Linked DNA regions of Mus musculus: region 2 is linked to region 1. Evidence: chromatin contacts called from public Hi-C data. All regions are on one chromosome and are shown on one strand. The core of a region is the stretch at or near the end of the contact, and the rest is flanking DNA. Distances in the headings are between cores, read along the strand shown. Region 1 overlaps Axin1 (axin 1). Region 2 holds the start of Fam234a (family with sequence similarity 234, member A).

Region 1 (5,031 bases), core at 1,519-4,018:
AGTTGCAAAAAGTACCCACATTCTTTACAAAAATACCACAAAAACAGTCTCTAAGCCACATACTGAAATTCTTTTCCTATGAAACCTCTTGGGCTAGGGCTGCACAGTTCAGATAACTCCCAGCAATTAAGTCTTGCCTACTCCTACTAGGATGACTCATTAAGCCCCACTTAACACATTCCATGGCTTTCCAACACCCCAAATTCACATTCCTCCAAACAAAAGCATGGTCAGGCCTATCACAGCAATTCCCCACTCCTGGTACCAACTTCTGTTTTAGGGTATTACTGCTGTGAACAGACACTATGACCAAGGCAACTTTTCTGGTTTTTTTTTTCGAGACAAGGTTTCTCTATGTAACCCTGGCTGTCCTGGAACTCACTCTGTAGACCAGGCTGGCCTCGAACTCAGAAATCCACCTGCCTCTGCCTCCTGAGTGCTGGGATTAAAGGCATGTGCCACCATGCCCGGCTAAAATTTATTTATTATTATACATAAGTATACTGTAGCTGACTTCAGACACACCAGAAGAGGGTGTCAGGTCACATTACAGGTAGTTGTGAGCCATCATGTGGTTGCTGGGATTTGAACTCAGGACCTTTGGAAGAGCAGTCATTGTTCTTTACCCGCTGAGCCATCTCGCCAGGCCCTCAATTCTTTTTAAGTAGCATATTTTCCAAGCAACAATAATCAAGAATGTAAGCCTATTAAAGAGTGATTTTTGCTGTTGTTCATTGCTGGGTCTAAAAATTTGCCTGGCTAATAGTGAGGGGCCTAATAATACCTGTTAAATGAATAAATTCCACACTGATTTTGCTAAGGTATTTGTTAACAGGCATTATTAAAAAAAATATATATATATATATACATATATATGTATATATGTATGTGTGTGTATATATATATATGCATATATATATACACACACGCACATACATACATACATACATACATACATATGGTTTGGCTATATTCATATTGATTCATAATTAAGTCAGTATTAAAAACAAATATTTGAGGGGCTGGAGAGATGGCTCAGCAGTTAAGAACACTGACTGCTCTTCCAGAGGTCCTGAGTTCAATTCCCTGCAACCACATGGTGGTTCACAACCATCTGTAATGGGGTCTGATGCCCTCTTCTGGTGTGTCTGAAGACAGCCTACAGTGTGCTCATATGCATAAAGTAAATAAATCTTTAAAAAAAAAATTCAAAAAACAAGTTTGAGCTAGGTGGTAGTGGTACATGCCTTTAATCCCAGATCTTAGGAAGCAGAGGCAGGCGGACCTTTCCCCCCCTTTCCCCATTTCTCCCTTCTCTTCTCTTCTCTTCTCTTCTCTTCTCTTCTCTTCTCTTCTCTTCTCTTCTCTTCTCTTCTCTTCTCTTCTTTTTGGTTTTCTGAGACAGGGTTTCTCTGTGTAGCTCTGACTTCTGGAACTCACTCTGTAGACCAGGCTGGCCTTGAACTCAGAAATCCGCCTGCCTCTGCCTCCCAATTGCTGGGTTAAAAGCATGTGCCATCATGCCCACTATGTGTCATTTTTGTGGCTGGTTCTTCTCTTCTGCCTACCCTTTCCCATTCTTCCAACACTTGACTTTTAAAAATAGATTGTGCCCAACCAGATTTCCACACAGAAAAACCCTGTCTTTAAAAACAAAACAAAACAAAGCAAACAAGAAGCATGACATCTTCTGCAGCTCAGAAGTCAGTTTGGCTAGTGCCATGTGGCACATATTAGGGTGTTCCATTTTTCTACTACAATAACCATGTGGTAATAATATGAGGGTAGCCTCTGTCTCTTTGGGTTTTGTTTTATCTGAAGAATGTCTATTTCATTGTCTTTTAATTAGTTAATTTTGAGATAGGATCTTAAAAGCCCTTGCTGGCTTGCAACTCACTGTGTAGACCAGGCCAGCCTCCACTTTGGAATCCACTGCCTCTACCACCCTATTGCTGGGATTAAAGACCTGTGCCACCACACTTAGCTTTGTTTCAGTTTTGACCCTTTAAACATTGGCATTTCCAGCAACAATTTTTTGAAGTTTCTGGAGTTCTTTGTGGCTTCTCACTTAAAAAGTGTTTGCCAGCTCCATCAAAAGAAGACAACAAGTTGCAACACCTGGAATCAATGAAACTCAACCTCCAGCCTCCTTAAGAAAACATTTACCCAAGTGGAGAAAGTTAAAGTTCATGTAAATGGCTTTTGTTTTAGGGGTAAGAGAGTTTCATGTCAACAAGGCTGTCTCCTGCCTTCCAGGGGCGTCTGCCGCTCTCCTCAGTTAATGCAGCGCTGAGCTTAGACACACACCTTCATGCATGCTAGGCAAGCGTTCTGTCAACTGAGCTATGGCCACATACCCAAGCTTAGGCAATTTTTCTTTGACAATCTGTTCATCTTGGATTTTATTGGGAGACTTAAGAATTTGGGATACAAAATTCTCATCTATATTTGAACAAACATCTGAGGCAAAGAAATGAAATGGTGGGTCTGACCATATCTGGTGGGTAGCTCACGTGTTTCCCACATTGAAGTCACCGTTGGATTACACGAGTGTTCAAGGTCTTTCCTAGTATGTCACATATCCTTAGATGTAGATTTTGAGGACAAGCCTAAGCCCCAAATGCTGGGGATTTTAAAGTGTTGAATCTAAGTATAGAAGAAACAGGTTTCAGCTATTGGATTTAGGCCACCTACTATCCTGAGTGCCTGGGAAGCCAAGTCACAGGAATTTTAAATTCCCATTCCTCAACACTCTGTTCCCTTTATGTTTATAAAAGGAAAACACTGTAATACTACCTTCTTGCCTGGGCACACCAACTGCCTGGGCAGGTTGCTGGGGGCAACCATCCCTTGATTGGGGCTCTGTCTTTTACTGCTGCCAAGAGTAATATTGTTGAGGTTCCACTGTCTTTGATGGCTTCCCACCTTCTCCAGGGCAGGGTATACAGACCACATCCCTTAAGTGCCCTGTGGAATCTTTCATTAATAAGATAATTTAAAAACACATCCCATTCAGCATTGATTATAGTCCTCCTATCTGCCTGTTTTCATGTCACTAGAGAGCTATAGTGAGAGCACCCAGCACTTTCATTAGTCAGCCTGTCTTTTTATTATTTCTAGAGCAGCTAACACCATGGATTTCTAACACTATGGGATGGAGGCTAGGCAGTTTTAAGTTAGATATAGCATCTGTCTTGAATGAGCAAAAAACTGCTTGGCCTTAGTCCTTGGGTTTATAGCTTCTGAAGGCTCTTTCTAGTTTGCTTTACATGTTTGTCTCACTCTTCTAACAGGCTCTCAGTGACCTGGATTCAAGCCCTAGAATCCACTTGCTTGAAGTCTGACCTCCACATGTGCTGTAGCACATGTACTTACTCATATACGTGCACAAACTACATGATTTTGTGTGTGTGTGTGTGTGTGTGTGTGAGAGAGAGAGAGAGAGAGAGAGAAATTCTTGTAGTGTGAAAATCATTCTTAACTACAAAGTTTGAGATTTTGTAGACTCAGAGATCCATAACAAAAGGGCAGCTGATCTTTGCTGAAATGATCAGTGAATAGTAGGTAGAGGAGCATTCCGTGGTTGAGTTCTTGGGCTTTGTTAGCATATATGAGTTGTGTGCGTATGTCATGTAGTACATGTAAGTGTATCTGTCTCTGTGTATATGTAGTTCCATGTCTCCATGCACATGGGTTGCTACAATGTGGATATCATTGCTATCAGTAGTGACCATGGGCTGCTAACTATATGATGCTCTGCTGTATACCTTGTTTTCTGCTTGAGCTAATGGCTACATCTTTTGTCTATGCAGGGATGGAATCCCCCCATACAGGATCCGTAAGCAGCACCGAAGGGAGATGCAGGAGAGTATCCAAGTCAATGGGCGGGTACCTCTACCTCACATTCCTGTAAGTACCATATATTCAATAGTACCTTGCCTTTTTTCCTGGTGCCTAGCTATCTGGTTTCTACCATGGCACCAGTAGGAGATGCACCTAGTAGGCTTCCTAGGACTACGGGTTATCTCTGGGCTTAGCAGACAATCTGAGTGATGTTGGGGTGAGAGATAGCCATCCCAGTAGATAATATAGGATTTAAGAAGTAAGGGTTGAAGGGTTTAAGAAATGGGTGCCTTTTCTGCTGAGCAGTGGGTACTGCCATGTAAACATCTTAGGTCAGAAGCTGCCCCAGCTTTGCCCCTTGGGTGATAATAGTAGCTTCTCCTGAGTCTGGACTATAAGGCTTGTTGACTGTATGTTTGAGCAAGCATGCATAGCACTTACCACTGGTGACACAGAACAGTCATTCCTTCTTCTGGCACATAGACTTGGGACAGAAAGACTTCTAGAGAGCTTGGCAGTGTCCTCTACCCATGACTCCTTCTCTGCATATTGTTTACAGAGCCTGTGTTCTTTTTTTTTTTTTTTTTTTTTGGTTTTTTGAGACAAGGTTTCTCTGTATAATCCTGGCTGTCCTGGAACTCACTTTGTAGACCAGGCTAGCCACGAACTCAGAAATCTGCCTGCCTCTGCCTCTGCCTCCCGAGTGCTGGGATTAAAGGCGTGGGCCACCATGCCCGGAATAATTTCTTAGTTAGAATCTTTCAGCTCTTTGACTGCATCTTCAGTTTTAGGAAATAGACATTTGTCGTTAGAAGATGATGTTTGTTCTGTGTATCATGAATTTTTTTGTCTCCTGTCACTGTGACAGAGCTGAGAGTTCCACCCTCCTGAGTATAGTCCCACCCTGCTTAAACTCAGCCGTACCTCAGGACCAGGCACTGCTCCATTATTTCGTTTGAAGAGGTGTAAGCCTGGGGAGTGCATGGCTGTTCCAGGAGCACAAGTTCCCCTAGGAGCTTCTAGTGACCAGTGCTGTGCTGACTCATCTTGATCCTATGTTCCCAGTGCTGTTTGCACTGAGCTGTTCCCTGCCTGTGTCATGAATGTTTCTCTGTGACGAGCTGGGAGTATTCAGTGTAGAGCATGCTGGCGAAGGCTTTGGCCATCACCTGTTTGGGTGTCTGTGCA
Region 2 (5,684 bases), core at 2,455-4,954, 63 kb after region 1:
CATGCCCAACCTCTGAACATTCTACTGTACACTGCACTCCAGAGATGAGTCACACCAACTGTCAGCATCAATTTTCTGGTTATTAGGTAGAATTCAGCATTTCCCGTGTGTGTTATATCATGACAACTTAAAACTCCAAGAAGGAGTTTACAAAGGAGATTAGAAACACATCACACCAAGTCCATATGCTTGGTGTGAAGATCAATTTTGAGTGAAATCCATGGTAAATTTTGGAACACTTAATAAGCCCTGTAGGTTCTATCTCATCTAACCTGTCAATCTGGCTCCGCCTCTTTATTTCATTTTACTTGATGTGTGTGTATAGGGTACGGGCTCACACTTGACATAGAAAGATCACGTGTGGAAGTCACCACAGCTTGCAGGAGTTGGTGCTCTCCTCAATCTCCTAGTGGGATCTAGGGATCAAAGTCAGCTCAGCAGGCTTGGTGACGGCCGCACTTACCTGCTGCTGTCTCAGCAGCCCTCGGTGCAGGCGCCTCCCAGACACCACATACGTTACATTTTAAAACCTCTCACAGTGAATCCTGGAGCTTTCTTAAATGTTTCCAAAATATCTGCTGGTCATGTTACTCCTTTTACCATTCCAAAATGACTCATCGCCACTTTGGAACAAAGTCAACACCCTGGATAACACCAGGTCTTTCCATCCTTGGTTCCTGTCTGTCTGTCTAGTGTCATCCTTCCCATGTCCCATCGTGCTGTAGCTCTGCACCTGTCCCTTCATCTGCCCTTCCCCCTCTACTTGCTCCTACTGTATCTGTAAAAGCCCAGATGTGCCCAGAATCTACTGGGACATTTCCTATGATGCTTTACAGCATTGTGGCTTAGTTGCCTCTCACACTGCTCTGGGTCCTCTCCACAGAGAGTTCCAGAAACGTAAGAGCACACAATTGTCCTTGCTTCCCCATCCCCCATCATGCCCCGCCCCCCAAGGACAAAGCAGAGTGAGTGGTAGCTGGCAGAAAATAGACTGAGGCACGAACTGAATACATGTCCTTAATGTGGTCATCAGCCTCTCTCGGGAGAGCTATTTACTAGCACATGTGTTCATAAACACATTAGAAAAACCTTACAGGATCAGGTGACTTTAAATGCCAATTGTAAACACAGGATGTCAGTTAGATGACAACACCTATTACCATGCTTTTCTCTGGAAGATTAGTTCTTTCTTTCTTTCTCTCTCTCTTTCTTTAAAAGATTTACTTATTTCATTTATATGTAAGTACACTGTTGCTCTCCTCAGACACCCCAGAAGAGGGCATCAGATCCCATTACAGATGGTTGTGAGACACCATGTGGTTGCTGGGAATTGAACTCAGGACCTCTGGAATAGCAGTCAGTGAGCCATCTCGCCAGTCCTAGTTCCATTTTCTTTTTCTTTCTTTTTTTTTTTTTTTTTTTTGGTTTTTGGCTTTTTGAGACAGGGTTTCTCTGTATAGCCCTGGCTGTCCTGGAACTCACTTTGTAGACCAGGCTGGCCTTGAACTCAGAAATCCACCTGCCTCTGCCTCCCGAGTGCTGGGATTAAAGACGTGTGCCACCACACCCAGCTACCTAGTTCCATTTTCTACAGGGAAGTCTGCTCTTCCAAGTGTCCAACGTCATGCTGGGGTGCTGAATGCTTCCCTTCCCTGGGAAAAGCCCCAGTCATTCTCACAAAGCTAAAGCTCATGTGAATGCGATGTGGAAACTTGTGCTGTAATTACAGGGAGTAGGCACCCTTCCCCCACAGGCATGGTCAGTAGCAGGATTTTAAAATATAATCACAAGGGGCTGGCAAGCTGGTTCACAGGTTCAGTCCCCAGCACTCACGCGGTGGCTCACAACCATCTGTAACTCCAGTTCTGGAGGATCCAACACCCTGTTCTAACCTCCATGGGCACCAGGCATTCCCATGGTGTGTGCATACACACTCTCTCTCTCTCTCTCTCACTCACTCACATTCTCTCTCTTCTCTCTCTCTCTTTTCCAGGCAACAGAGTTATACACATAAATTCTAGAAAAAAAACATAACATTCACAAGCTGGACTTGGTAGCATATATCTGAGACCCTAGTACTTGAAAGAGCAAAGAGGCTCACCTCTGGTTTGAGGCCAGCCTGGTCTATACCATGAGTTCCAGGCCAGCCAGGGATAAAAGCAAAATTTGTCTCAAAAAACTCCATTCCCAAAAGAGAGTTGGGGAGCTGGGGAGGTGAGGAGCTGGGGTGCTAGGTCGGTTAGTAGGGTTCTGGGATGGTGACACAAAATTCCACCACTGGAAGACTTGTGACAAGAGGATTCTCTGGAACCCATATAGAGGAGGGAGAGCCCCTACAGGTCACTGTCCTTGACACACTACACCTACACTCACTCTTGCATGCACACACTCATTTCATAAGCTCTGCTGTACCCACCTCCTATGTACCTAGTAATACAAAAAGAATGTGGAGGGGGGAGTTAGACTTTGCAAACTGGGTCATAATGACAGTGGTTTCTATCACTCCCTATCGCCCCACTTCCCTTACAGATAACTCTTCTGAGGGAAGGCAGATACCAACAGAAAACAATGAGGACTCCTGCCACTGGTCTTTTGAGTCCACTATCTTGGATTTGGATCCCCCAACTTGGCGAGAGTTACTGGGCCATCATCACCCAGGTAGACTGATTCCCTACCCACAGAAAGTGTTGACTAATAAAGGTTGTTTTATTTTGTGCATTTGGGGAAGACCGCATATTGTAGCCCAGGCTTATCTCAAACTCCAAATTCATATGTCTCAGCCTCAACTTCTGGGATTACAGAAATCCACCACCACACCTAGGATAAAGATTGCTAGGATAAACCAATAAACTTCTTGTTTGTTATAAAGCAACATATAAGGAATACAAGGAGGCAATGGAAGGAGTAAGAAAAAACGCCAGTACAGAGAAGAAACAGACAGCTCGGTGTAATGAGGCAGGAAGATTGCTTCCAGTTCAAGGCAGCAGGAGGCGGTGGTGGCCTTAAAAGAACATTAGAACTGTGAGGGTGGAATATGAAGACAACCCCATCACCAACCACTCCTGACCGTACCCACCTCACTGCCTTGGGCCTGAACTTGAAGAACATGAACTGATTCTCACTGATACTAAACACACGGGGCCCAAAGAGCGTTAGGATTTAAGGAACATGTCCACCGGAGCACAAAGTTCCTCTGGTAGGTCAACCCCTGTCGCTCCGGGTCACCACAGCGCCCTCCAGGGAACAGACACGACGGAGCAGAGATTTGTTTGGCCAAGTTGAGCACGCTTGAGGGTGCCAGGCCCTGTGCACTGCTACTCTGGGAGCTCAGGCGGGGCCGACCTTAGCTGTGAGCTGCAAGTGGAGGCGGGACCCGCTCCTGGCCCCCACTAGCTCCGGGCGATCGAACGCAGACGGCTTTGGCCGGAACCAGCTCGCGCGTTAAGAGTTACCTAGTCCGATCCTGACCTGCTCTCGGACCTGTCCGCGAGATCCTGCTCCTCAGCAAGTGGTACAGGACTGGCGAGGCTGGCTCAACTGCGGTCCCTGGAATCCGGGATCCACATCCCCAAGGTTCCCGGGAGGACAGCGGCTGAACAGGAGTACAGACTACGCCGGACAGCAGCGCCCCTCCCCGGCGCACCCCGGTCCGCCCGGCCCCGAGGGCAGCGTGCCACGCCCCCACTGGGCCCACCCAGGAGGCCCGCCCCGCAGTAGGCCCCGCCCCAGAGAGGCTGTGACCCCCCCCCTTAGTTCGGCCCACCTGAACTGTGCGTCACTTCCTGCCAGCGGAAGGGGCGTACCACAGCGATTCCGTTCTGTTGACTGAGTCGGTTGCTTAGCAACACGGCCACTGTGTCCAGTGTTGCCCTTTTCGAGCAGAGAGCCTGTTTGTGCAGGAGCATTTTGGCATGATAATGCTGTGATGGCTTAGGCCTGGTGTTCCCATACTAACCCCAGGAATCCATGAATGGAGACAAGACAGAAGGCCCATGCTAAGGCTTCTTTTTTCTAGCCTGCGTATCTTTCCGATCACTTACTGGCCACGGTATTTTCTTTCCTCAGTGCACACGCAGGCACATAGAGACACACACTACGACAGAAAGGGAAGATCAGAGGACAGTTTTGTAGAGCTGGTTCACTTTCGCCTTTATGTGGGTTCTTGGGATCGAACTTAGGTTACAGGCTTGCACAATAGCTTGGCAAGGACTTTTACTCTCTGAGTAGGCATAAATTTTTTGCAACCTACTTTTTTTTTTTTTTTTTGGTTTTTCGAGACAGGGTTTCTCTGTGTAGCCCTGGTTGTCCTGGAGCTCACTTTGTAGACCAGGCTGGCCTCGAATCAGAAATCTGCCTGTCTCTGCCTCTCCAGTGCTGAGATTAAAGGCGTGTGCCACCATGCCCGGCTGCAACCTACTCTTAATAAGGGTCCAACCTCTCCTCTAGCCTACAACCCAGCAGAGGCAGTGGAAGAGAAAAGTTATTAGGATATGGGTGAAATGGACCGGTTCAGCAATAATTCTTTAGGGGTGAGCTAGATCTTCTTGGGCAGCAGTTCAGTCCCATAGCAAACACCAAGTACAATTCAGCAGCTGCAGACCAGTCCTCTAGGGGGGCAGACACCAGACACTAACCACCAGCTGCAGTCCAGTCCTCTAGGGGGGCAGACACCAGACACTAACCAGCAGCTTCAGTCCAGTCCTTTCAGCAAGCAGACACCAGGCAGCTGTAGTTAAATCCTGAAGAAACTTCTAGATTTGCCAACCAGCCTGATGTGAGGCCGCAGAAGCTGCAAGCTGCCATAGGAACCTCACAAGCAGTTCTTTGGATAATTTCTCTCAATGGCAGTGTTACCACAAGGTGAGCTCAACAATGCTATGTAAGGCGAACAAATACATGCGTGTCTTTAGCAAAGAATAGCAAGGCAGAGCAAACCAAATCTCAGTGCTCCTCTCCCACTGTCTGTGGGGTCACATTTATACTCCTTTATCAAGAGTCCTTACACGTGTCTGCTATATCCAACAAGCATCCTTTCACTTGTGTCTGCTTCAGGAAAACAGTCTTTTATGTGTTTGCTTTATCAAGACATCCTTTCAGCTAGGCAGTGGTGGCGCACGCCTTTAATCCCAGCACTTGGGAGGCAGAGGCAGGCGGATTTCTGAGTTTGAGGCCAGCCTGGTCTACAGAGTGAGTTCCAGGACAGTCAGGGCTACACAGAGAAACCCTGTCTCAAGAAAAATGAAAAAAATAAAAAATAAAAAAGACATCCTTTCATCCGTGTGTCTCAGCAAACCATCATTTGGCATAGCTAACTTTCTAAAGAACTAGAAGTTTCCTCTTGGTGTGCCATTACACTGATTTTATATAGTGCTGTTAATCTAACTCAGAGCTTTGTGGTTGGTAGATAAGCGCCTTACCAATTCAGGTACAACCCTAGCTGCTGCTGCTTCTTCTTCTTCTTCTCCTCCTCCTCCTCCTCCTCCTCCTCCTCCTCCTCCTCCTTCTTCTTCTTCTTCTTCTTTAAGATGGAGTTCTTATTTAGCCCAGGTCAGCCTTGCATTTTTTTTTACATATTTAAGGCTAGTTTTAAACTCCTGTTTTTCCTGCCTCTATCATTTGGTGGGATTATAGGCCTGCAACACTACACTTAGTGATCTGAAGGTTGGGGAAGGTTATGGGAGCTT

What was found. Hi-C and Micro-C count contacts between places; a contact is called where the count stands out from the background.
Region 2: a Hi-C map of cortical neurons shows a contact between it and region 1, with 1.7 times the contacts expected there. The contact joins the promoter of Fam234a here to the enhancer-like site in region 1. A contact is called at or near these places in 5 of 39 promoter capture datasets (the 3T3-L1 cell line, frontonasal cranial neural crest, macrophages and 2 more), 18 of 484 Hi-C or Micro-C datasets (8-cell embryo, the HPC-7 cell line, cortical neurons and 10 more), 8 of 115 datasets of contacts at active chromatin or transcription factors (the HPC-7 cell line, the SCID.adh cell line, bone marrow-derived macrophages and 1 more) and 3 of 9 other capture datasets (adipose tissue, liver and pancreatic islet).

Annotation. Positions count from the first base shown.
Region 1 is chr17:26,178,678-26,183,708 of GRCm38.p6, forward strand. It overlaps Axin1 (axin 1), which reads left to right. Exons shown (of 11, transcript NM_009733.2): 4 at 3,813-3,909. Among named protein-coding and RNA genes, the nearest start is that of Pdia2, 18 kb to the right of the region's middle. Within about 2 kb of position 2,769, at least 5 of the 459 cell types and tissues checked have an H3K27ac peak or open chromatin away from gene starts, as enhancers often do. A contact at or near this core is called in cortical neurons, where this site is marked.
Region 2 is chr17:26,240,538-26,246,221 of GRCm38.p6, forward strand. Fam234a (family with sequence similarity 234, member A) reads right to left here and starts at 3,705. Exons shown (of 13, transcript NM_001206335.1): 1 at 3,469-3,705.